Regions from separate parts of the Zea mays genome. Here region 2 is linked to region 1. A link is a contact called in public Hi-C data. All regions are on one chromosome and are shown on one strand. The core of a region is the stretch at or near the end of the contact, and the rest is flanking DNA. Distances in the headings are between cores, read along the strand shown. Region 1 holds the start of LOC100193171 (putative protein kinase superfamily protein). Region 2 holds the start of LOC100502020 (fructose-bisphosphate aldolase 3, chloroplastic).

The links. Hi-C and Micro-C count contacts between places; a contact is called where the count stands out from the background.
Region 2: a contact with region 1 is called in a Hi-C map of ear, with 4 times the contacts expected there. The contact joins the promoter of LOC100502020 here to the promoter of LOC100193171 in region 1. A contact is called at or near these places in 4 of 25 Hi-C or Micro-C datasets (ear, endosperm, leaf and 1 more).

What each region holds. Positions count from the first base shown.
Region 1 is chr8:10,065,536-10,069,711 of Zm-B73-REFERENCE-NAM-5.0, reverse strand. LOC100193171 (putative protein kinase superfamily protein) reads left to right here and starts at 2,359. Exons shown (of 5, transcript NM_001358677.1): 1 at 2,359-2,483. It overlaps LOC542671 (Ser/Thr receptor-like kinase 1), which reads right to left. Exons shown (of 3, transcript NM_001112189.1): 3 at 4,166-4,176.
Region 2 is chr8:10,265,405-10,269,580 of Zm-B73-REFERENCE-NAM-5.0, reverse strand. LOC100502020 (fructose-bisphosphate aldolase 3, chloroplastic) reads left to right here and starts at 2,162. Exons shown (of 6, transcript XM_008657353.4): 1 at 2,162-2,410; 2 at 3,843-4,112. The coding sequence starts at 2,267.

The DNA of each region.
Region 1 (4,176 bases), core at 1,110-3,609:
GATGCGCGGCGGAGTCCGGCAACGGCGAGGAATTCAGGGCGCCGCGATGGACCCCCGGGCACAATACTTGACGCCGGTGATCACCACACGCCGATGAACGGTCCCGACACCTCTCTGGACACCAATCAGCGATACAGGCCCAGGTCAACGGCGGCGACCACACTCTTTACGCGAGCGCAGCAATGGCGGCATCAGTTGGCTCAAGGGGAAGCTAGGCTTGCGCGAGGAGGTAGCAGGGGAAAGAGCGGGTCATAGGTGTGCTTTTATTCAGCGCGAGCGAAGTCCGAGGGCGGTCAGCGCCGGCGCTTTCGCGGCGGACATTGCGCAACGGCGAGCGAAGAAAGGGGAAGGTGGGTACGCGGCTGACCGAGGGGACCCACGCGCCAGGCCTCGCGTGCGGAGGTGACTGCCGAGCCGGGCCCACCTGCCAGACTGGGTCAGCTGCGGTTGCGCGCGCGAGACATCTGCTGCGCCGCGCGGTAAATGGCTACTGGGCCGAGCGAGTTTGGGCCCAATTCGGGTCCTGGCTCCTTTTTCTTTTTATTCTTTCCTGTTTTATTTTTTTCTTCTTTTCATTTTCAATTTTCAAATTTGAATGTGGGTCTTGTTATGAATTTAACCCTTGGTCAAATGTTCAACTTCATTTCTCTAGTGTAAGAATAGTATTTGTTTTTATATATTTATTCTCACCCACAAAATATTTTATTTCTCCTCCTTTCTAATTTCTAGAATTTCTTTTACATCTTAAATTCCACTTTGGCCTTTAGTGTATCTCTTTTCACATTATTTTTATGTTGTCATAAAGTGCACACAAGAGTGAAAAACCAGCATGATGCATGTTTTAGTGGTGTCCTTTATTAGCCTTTTATGTGTTTAAGTGAGGTGTCCACATGAATTGATAAGTAGAGATGGCACCAATGTATATAAAGGAATATAATTTCTCCCTTTTGATTTTCTTACAATGTAGGTATTACACTCGTGTCGGGTTGGCCCAGTCACTATTAAATGGGTCGTGCCTCGGGCCGGCTCGCCAGACACGACCCTTTGGCCATCTATACCTCCACACGATAATGATGGTCCTCGGCTCAGTTGCCACCACCTCGTTCGTCATTCTACTTCTTTTCTCTCTCCCCTCATGCCTCCACCTCCGCGCCACCCCATTCTCGACAGAGGGCGTAGGAGCATGCACCTCTTCCCCGTATTCGCCCGACACCATCCCCGACACTGACTCACGCAGTGGCTATTGCACGTCCACGAGAACGTTTCACATTATGTGCGCACCATCGTTTTCGTCATCGTTGGACGTCCCGTTCGTCTTCCCGGCCTTCGCCCTGTTCTTCCTCCCCAACCTACTGCCCCACCCACGGTCGCAATCATGAGCCGACTGATGCTCGTCGACGCGGGTACGAGACGAGTCGGTCATGCTCCTGGCCTTTCTCTGTGCGTGCCGTCGAGGAGGACATGGTGGCGCCTGCTACGCTTTGGTTATCTTGGCGATGAAGAGTCCAGGTTTGAGATATTGGACAACCAAGATCCGTAGCGTGGCAGCAGTCGTCATATGCTACGAAGTTGGTGGTGGTGTTGTGTCACATCGGTGGGTCTAGGGCTAGGAAGATACTCGCATTCTCTCGCCCTTCTCGGATTGACGTCTAGTGCGTGTGCCTCTCGGTTTGGAGCTGCTCCTGTTGGGCTTTTTTTATCTGCTTGCGTGCTCTCTCCCTATATATCTAGCGATATACTACCTATGTCGCCTCCAGATTCTAAGGTCTTCGTCGTGTCCTTCTCCGGCAACGAACATGTATGTCCGCCTCTTCTCTTCCCCTCCTGTTGTACGAAACCTTGAGTGGGAAGACAAGTGATGGGGTCTCTAATTTGCTGCCTTTGGTACCCGTGCGTTTATAAAAAATATTATGCGAAGAGCGGAGACAATCAATAAAAAATCTTGATATCTTTTTGGTGGATAATTTATGTAGGTATTGTTGTGAGCTGTCGCAACACACGAGTAACCGACTAGTATATATAATTAATGTACGATCAACTAACTAATAAAAAACAGAGGCCCTTCAAAATACGTTCGGTTGCCTTTTGTTTAACAAAATATTCCCCATTCGAACTCCGAATGCTTTTCTACATGAGCTAAATCAGGCCCATGGGCCATTAAATCACATCTCCTCGCTCTGACGGCCACCTGTTACAGCCGACACAACGCCATTGTTCGTCGCACTTTTTTTTGTGTGCGCCGCCCGCTAAACTACGCTACGGCTACACGGCTACGGATTTCATTTCACTAGTACCTCGTAGCCACCACGAAGGAAGTCGCCAATCCCAATGCCAGGAAGGAAGTCTCACGAATTCCCTCATGTGCCGATGTGCGCACCGCCTCCGAATGCTGGAACGGGTATTCCTCTTCTCGCCGCCGTCCTCCGCTCCGGTGAGGGTCGCTACCGCTTTCCGGATGCGCTTCCTACTCGTTACTGACAGAGGTAATAACACCTTGCTTTTGCATACCACGTTGCTAGATTTTAGGACAGTTGCGCTCACAAACCTGGGATATATGCGGGGTGACATTGTTACTTGGGGTGTGGCTGTGTGGGGAATAAGAAACTATGCATAGTTCAAGTGCAGAGCTAGGTCTGACCCTGATGGTTTGAAGTTGAAAATCACTGTACGCACTGTATTACTGCAGTGCAAACTCTAGCTAGCAAAGTGGATGACCTGGCGACTTACTTGGCTGGCTTCGTCCCTGGCACAATTTAGGTTATAGTGTCTTTGCATCTTGACCAATTATGGCCCATCGGAAGGACATATAGAACACATTGCTGAGGTTTAGTTGTTTATCAATTACCCAGCATGATGAATTTATAATAACTCTTATGCACCACAAATAGGAAAAGTAGAACACCTTGTTCCACACACACACAAACACAAAAAAATGAGATAAAAGAGTAGAACACCTTTCTGAGTTATGCAGGGACTTGTTGTAGTACACAACATTGATGAGCACAGATAAATCAAAGGAACATATTTGTTCGCTTTGGATTAAAGCCGACTGTTTGGACTGCTGCAGCTGCAATTCATAGAGACAAAAACATTGTAGAAACAGTAGAAATACAAAGTTTTGGAAGGATAAGTGGTTAAATGGTAAGAGAATTAAAGACCTTGCTCCAAGTTTGTATAATGTTATACCCAAGAGGATTGTCAATAACATGACTGTTTATGAGGCAATTACAGATAGAAAATGGATCTATGATATTAAGGGTCCGCTGACAGTGGAAGTCTTAACAGATTATCTCCAGTTGTGGAATATGACTTCAGCTTGGCAGCTGCAGCCTGAGGTTGACGATAACATGTTTTCAGTATTGTTCCTACTGGCATCTATTCAGCAAAGACTGCTTACGAAGGTTTCTTTTTGGGGTTTGTGGTTTTCCCTCATCACAAGAAAATTTGGAAAACTTGGGCCTTGCCAAAATGTCGCTTCTTCATCTGGCTGGTTGCACAAAATAGAGTCTTGACAGCAGATAGGCTTGGTAAAAGAGGGCTGATTCATCCTGAGAAGTGCCCTCTTTGTGATCAAGAGGATGAAACTATCGATCATCTCCTTGTTACCTATTCTTTCTCCAGGGAATTCTGGTATCTGTTGTTAAGGAAATCTGGTCTGCATTCTTTGGCTCCTCAACCAGATGTTAGCTCATATCTAGGCTGGTAGGAATCGGTGGGGAATATTGCTAATGGACTCACAAAAAAAGGACTTGATTCCCTTATCATTCTGGGAGCCTGGACCTTGTGGAAGCATAGAAACAAATGCGTCTTTGATGGCTGCAGCCCTAGTGTTACCATGAGTCTTAGAGCTACAGATGAGGAAAGGGCACAATGGGAGATTGCTGGTGCCAAGGGGCTTTGCCATTTAGCAGCACCCTTAGCTGAGAATTAAGAAGGTCTGATGGATTCATTTATGTATGCTTCCTACTGGCCTCCGTAAGGAGGCCGTTTGTATTGGTCTTTTTTGGCCACCCCTTTTTCTGCTTAATATATAATGGAGCACAGTTCTACTGCGCTTTCGAGAAAAAAAGAAACAGTAGAAACCGGTACGGATTAAAGCCAACCGAACAGGTATATTTTCCGGAAAATCACAATAATTGAACAACACTGGAAATCAAATCCAATGTGATACGTCTC
Region 2 (4,176 bases), core at 913-3,412, 200 kb before region 1:
CCAGAGCTTCCACCCGAATCTCGGGTTGTGATAAAGCCTAGTGGAAAGTGAGTGACATATCTTTGCTTAAATGTTATTGAAAGTTATGTTTTAATTTCTACATTGATTTCTGTTTGCAGGACTTGGATCGACGACTCGTTCACAGGCACAGGACACTACAGGCAGGTGAACATGGTTCTTGGTAATCTTGTTCGTCTGCACTGGCCTGGTCTTGTGACTTTGCCTACTGGCGAGTCTGTCCCCGCCACCACTTGGGAGCATTATCGCTATGGTGTCTGTAGAACGTTTGGCAACACACAGGCACTAGTTTGGGATGCATTCTGGGTATGACTTGTTTATACTATTTTAGTTATTCCATATATGTTTGCTTTTATGATAACACTATGGTTTTTGCAGAAACGGTACAAGTTGCCGGACGATGGATCATATGATATGAACGCTCGTTACGTGTTTGAGTTTAACGCGAACGATGTCGTTGCAGATGCAATGTACTATGCACGAATTCAGGCTATAAAGGCATGGTACAGAGCAAATGCTGATGATCGACCGATGCCAAATACAAAGGCCGAGTGGTCATCAATTTACTTGACGGAGGAGCAATACCTAGAGGTAAACAGGTTGTTGCCTCTCATATCGCACAAAGCCATGTATTTGCTTGCTTTATTTAAAAAATTTTATGTAGGTGTCGGTGCCGTGGATGGCCACCCGATCAGACGGTTATCGGGCATTGTGCAGATGGTGGGCTTCCCCGGAGTTTCGTGCCATTTCCGAAAGGAACAGGGGAAACCGTGGGACTGAGTCGTTCCACAACTACGGCGGTGATGGTCATGTGCGCTTGGCTAAGCGAATGGTAAGTCACAGTTTGTCGTAACTTTGAATCACATAGAAATGTGTCATTATAACTTTTATGTACAGGAAGTCAAATCCGGCCGTACGCCCACGGATGTGGAGGTGTATATGCAAGGGCATAGGGGTTCTGATGCAAGGGCATAGGTGTATATGCAAGGGCATAGGGCTAAGCGAATGGTAAGTCACAGTTTGTTTTTATACTTAGATTGTTTAGGATTGAAACTTAGACATTGCAGTAGAGATAACAACACTTAGACAAAACCTAGTTTGCACATTATTAATTGCATAGGTTTTGCTCTAGGAATTTATTTGTGGCTTAATTTAGTGAAAGTTCTAGAAGTCCTAATTTACCCCTCTTAGACGTCACCTGTTTCCTTCAGTGCTGCTTGCGGTCGCAGATAGCACCCGAGCGTGACATGTGCAGATCACAAGTCCACAGTTCAGTTAGGGGTATTTAAATGCATTGGGGCTAACATGGGGTTACGGATTAGATAGATTCGGGGAATTTTGGATGGAGAGGGGTCGCGAGGCCCGCTGCAATTCACGGTAACGACAGTTGGCAACACAGTCATAGAATAGACATGATGGTCAAACAGTATTCTGATGCTTTTTGTACCCTCGGGAGGGTAGAAATGGGGAATTTTTCAGACTACGGGCAAAACTAAACACCTGGTCAAGTTTAAGTGCATGGATGTAAAAAAAAACTAAATCTAAAATGGACTGGGCCTCATACCTGATGAAGGCTTCGAGGTCCTAGTACGGGCTTGCCGCTTGTGTCGTCCAAGGGCCGAAGGCTCAAAGCGTCGCGCCTCGGCGCCTGTGTCGTCGTCCATTGATATGATCGCAGAAAGAACCAAAACAAAAGTACACAAACTAGGGTGGGGGTGGCGGGTGGCCTCGGTGGATCCGCCCGGCGGCGGAGACGGCCAAGGAGAGTAACCAAACATTGCTATTGGTCCTCGATGTATTCCGTATTTACAGACACCCTCAATCCCCAGCGGAAAAATACATCGACTCGGGGCAGCAAATTGACCAAAGTGAAATCAACGAAAAAGCCAAACAATGTATATTTTGAAGACTCACAAATCTGCTACATAATCTGAGGATATCTTTCTGGTCCGAAACATGGCTAGAATAATAATCACTTTGGCATCCACAAAAATAGCGAATGGCCATTTTGCACTTACAAACGAATAAAGAAAAGGTCAAGCAGGTGTTTCAAGAAATGGAAAATTAAATCAGTGAAAGAGAAAGGACCTAGGCGTAAAAGTACCGTCCTACTAGTTTCTCTCGTGTCTCTCCCTCACGGAAACCTCGTCTGCCTGCCACCAACCCAGTTCCTCTCCTCGTGAAACCAAAGCGCCGACCGACCGATCGCGTACGCACCTGACGAACCAGACCAACTCGGGACCAACCGATGGCTATGGCGACGGCGAAGCTGAGCTCCCCGGCGACCAGCTTGCTGGCTGGCGGCCGCGCGCGCCGGTCCGCGCCCGCCCGCCGCGCGACGGTGATCCGCGCCGCGGCAGGCTCCTACTCCGACGAGCTCGTCTCCACCGCGGTGAGCCCCGGCGCCACCGCCAGCAAACCCTACGTCTGTCCCTTCCCTTCGGTCTGAGTGGGTTGACTGCCCACCGGAGGATCTGGCTCTTGGAGTGTTGCACGTGCCTTACGCGGCGATCTGTGACGTTAGGGACGGTTCTTTGTTTGTATCTGTTGATGTGTGAACGCGGTGATGGGGACTGTTCGGCAGGACTAGGATGATGAGGAAAACCCCGGTTTTCTTTTGGTTTACTCGATTCAGATGGACAAATTTTAAGATTTGATACCCTGGTCCACGTGTCAACTACTCACCGTGATGCCGCATGTCATTGTGACAGGGGTGTCAAATCCCTGAAAGTCATGCAAATTGGGTGTCAAATATCAAAAATCTCCCATTCAATTGTAGGTTGAAGAAACATTGTCTGGGTACCTATTTGTTGCGATGGAGAAGTGCTTTACTTGAATGCAAGCTGCATTGTTCATCGTATTCTTCTCCATGCAAACAAAATTGGGATGCCAGATGCCATAGAAGTGCCTAAGAGATTAGGCGATGTGCACATATCCTGTGTTATTTAGGGACGTCCAGCTGTGGGTGCATAAAACCGTGTTTCTTGTGCTTTTATCTGCTCAAAGATCCCATACAAAATCTGATATACTGAATATTTGGATAGAATTGACAAAGTTCTCACTGGCTTTACTGTTTCTGGCCTCTACCAGACTCCTAATCGTAATCATTTGAATTGTGTGCTTATTGATGTGTGTTCATATTTTGATATTATTAAAAAAATATCTTGATTATCTATCTGCCTCTGGTGGCACTTAAAAATGAAGTATATTCATTTTGACTGCTTCATTCTTGCTTCAGTCTCTGCACAACTTTTCTATTAGCATGGACTTCAGTTCAGGGGAGTGTTGATCTGAAGACGATCGAACTGCTAATGTCACCAAATTGGTTGAAAGGCAATAGGAGCTTTTGACCTTTTGTGGCATCTTAATTGTAATAATTTATGTATTTGTCGAAATGCTGGTGATTCTCTGCATCTGATTTCTGATTAATGATGATTTCGCGCATCTGATTTCTGAGTTTCAATGCAAAGACCTACAATGTACAAAACTTAAAAGTAGTGCTAAAGTGTGAAATTGGCACTTGCTATATATAATGTGGATACATTAGAGCTTATGTGATACCAACTGCAATGCTTCTTTGTTTGTGCCTGTTGATTGATAGTAAGTTCGTGCAAGCCTGTCGACCATATTTTAAGTTATGTGTTTCATCTATTGGAATTGACACTCATTACTGTTTGATTGGTTGAACTTTAGTATCACAATCTGTTCCTCTAAGTTCTAAGTCATTCTCCTTTTCCACTATTGCTGATTTCTTCTTAACCGTGATTCATTTTTCTGTTGTTTATGTGTGAATACTAATCTAATCGTTGTAACTTTATCTGCAGAAATCGGTTGCTTCCCCTGGACGTGGTATTCTGGCAATTGATGAGTCAAATGCAACATGTGGAAAGAGGCTATCGTCAATTGGTTTGGACAACACAGAACCTAACCGCCAGGCTTACAGGCAGCTTTTGCTGACAACTGCTGGTCTTGGTGAATACATTTCTGGTGCTATTCTTTTTGAGGAGACTCTTTATCAATCAACTACAGATGGCAGGAAGTTTGTTGACTGCTTGAAGGATCAGAATATCATGCCTGGCATCAAGGTTGACAAGGTATGCGTGTCATGATCTTATTTTTATATCATGTTAGCAGTTAGCGCACACATTTCTTTTAACA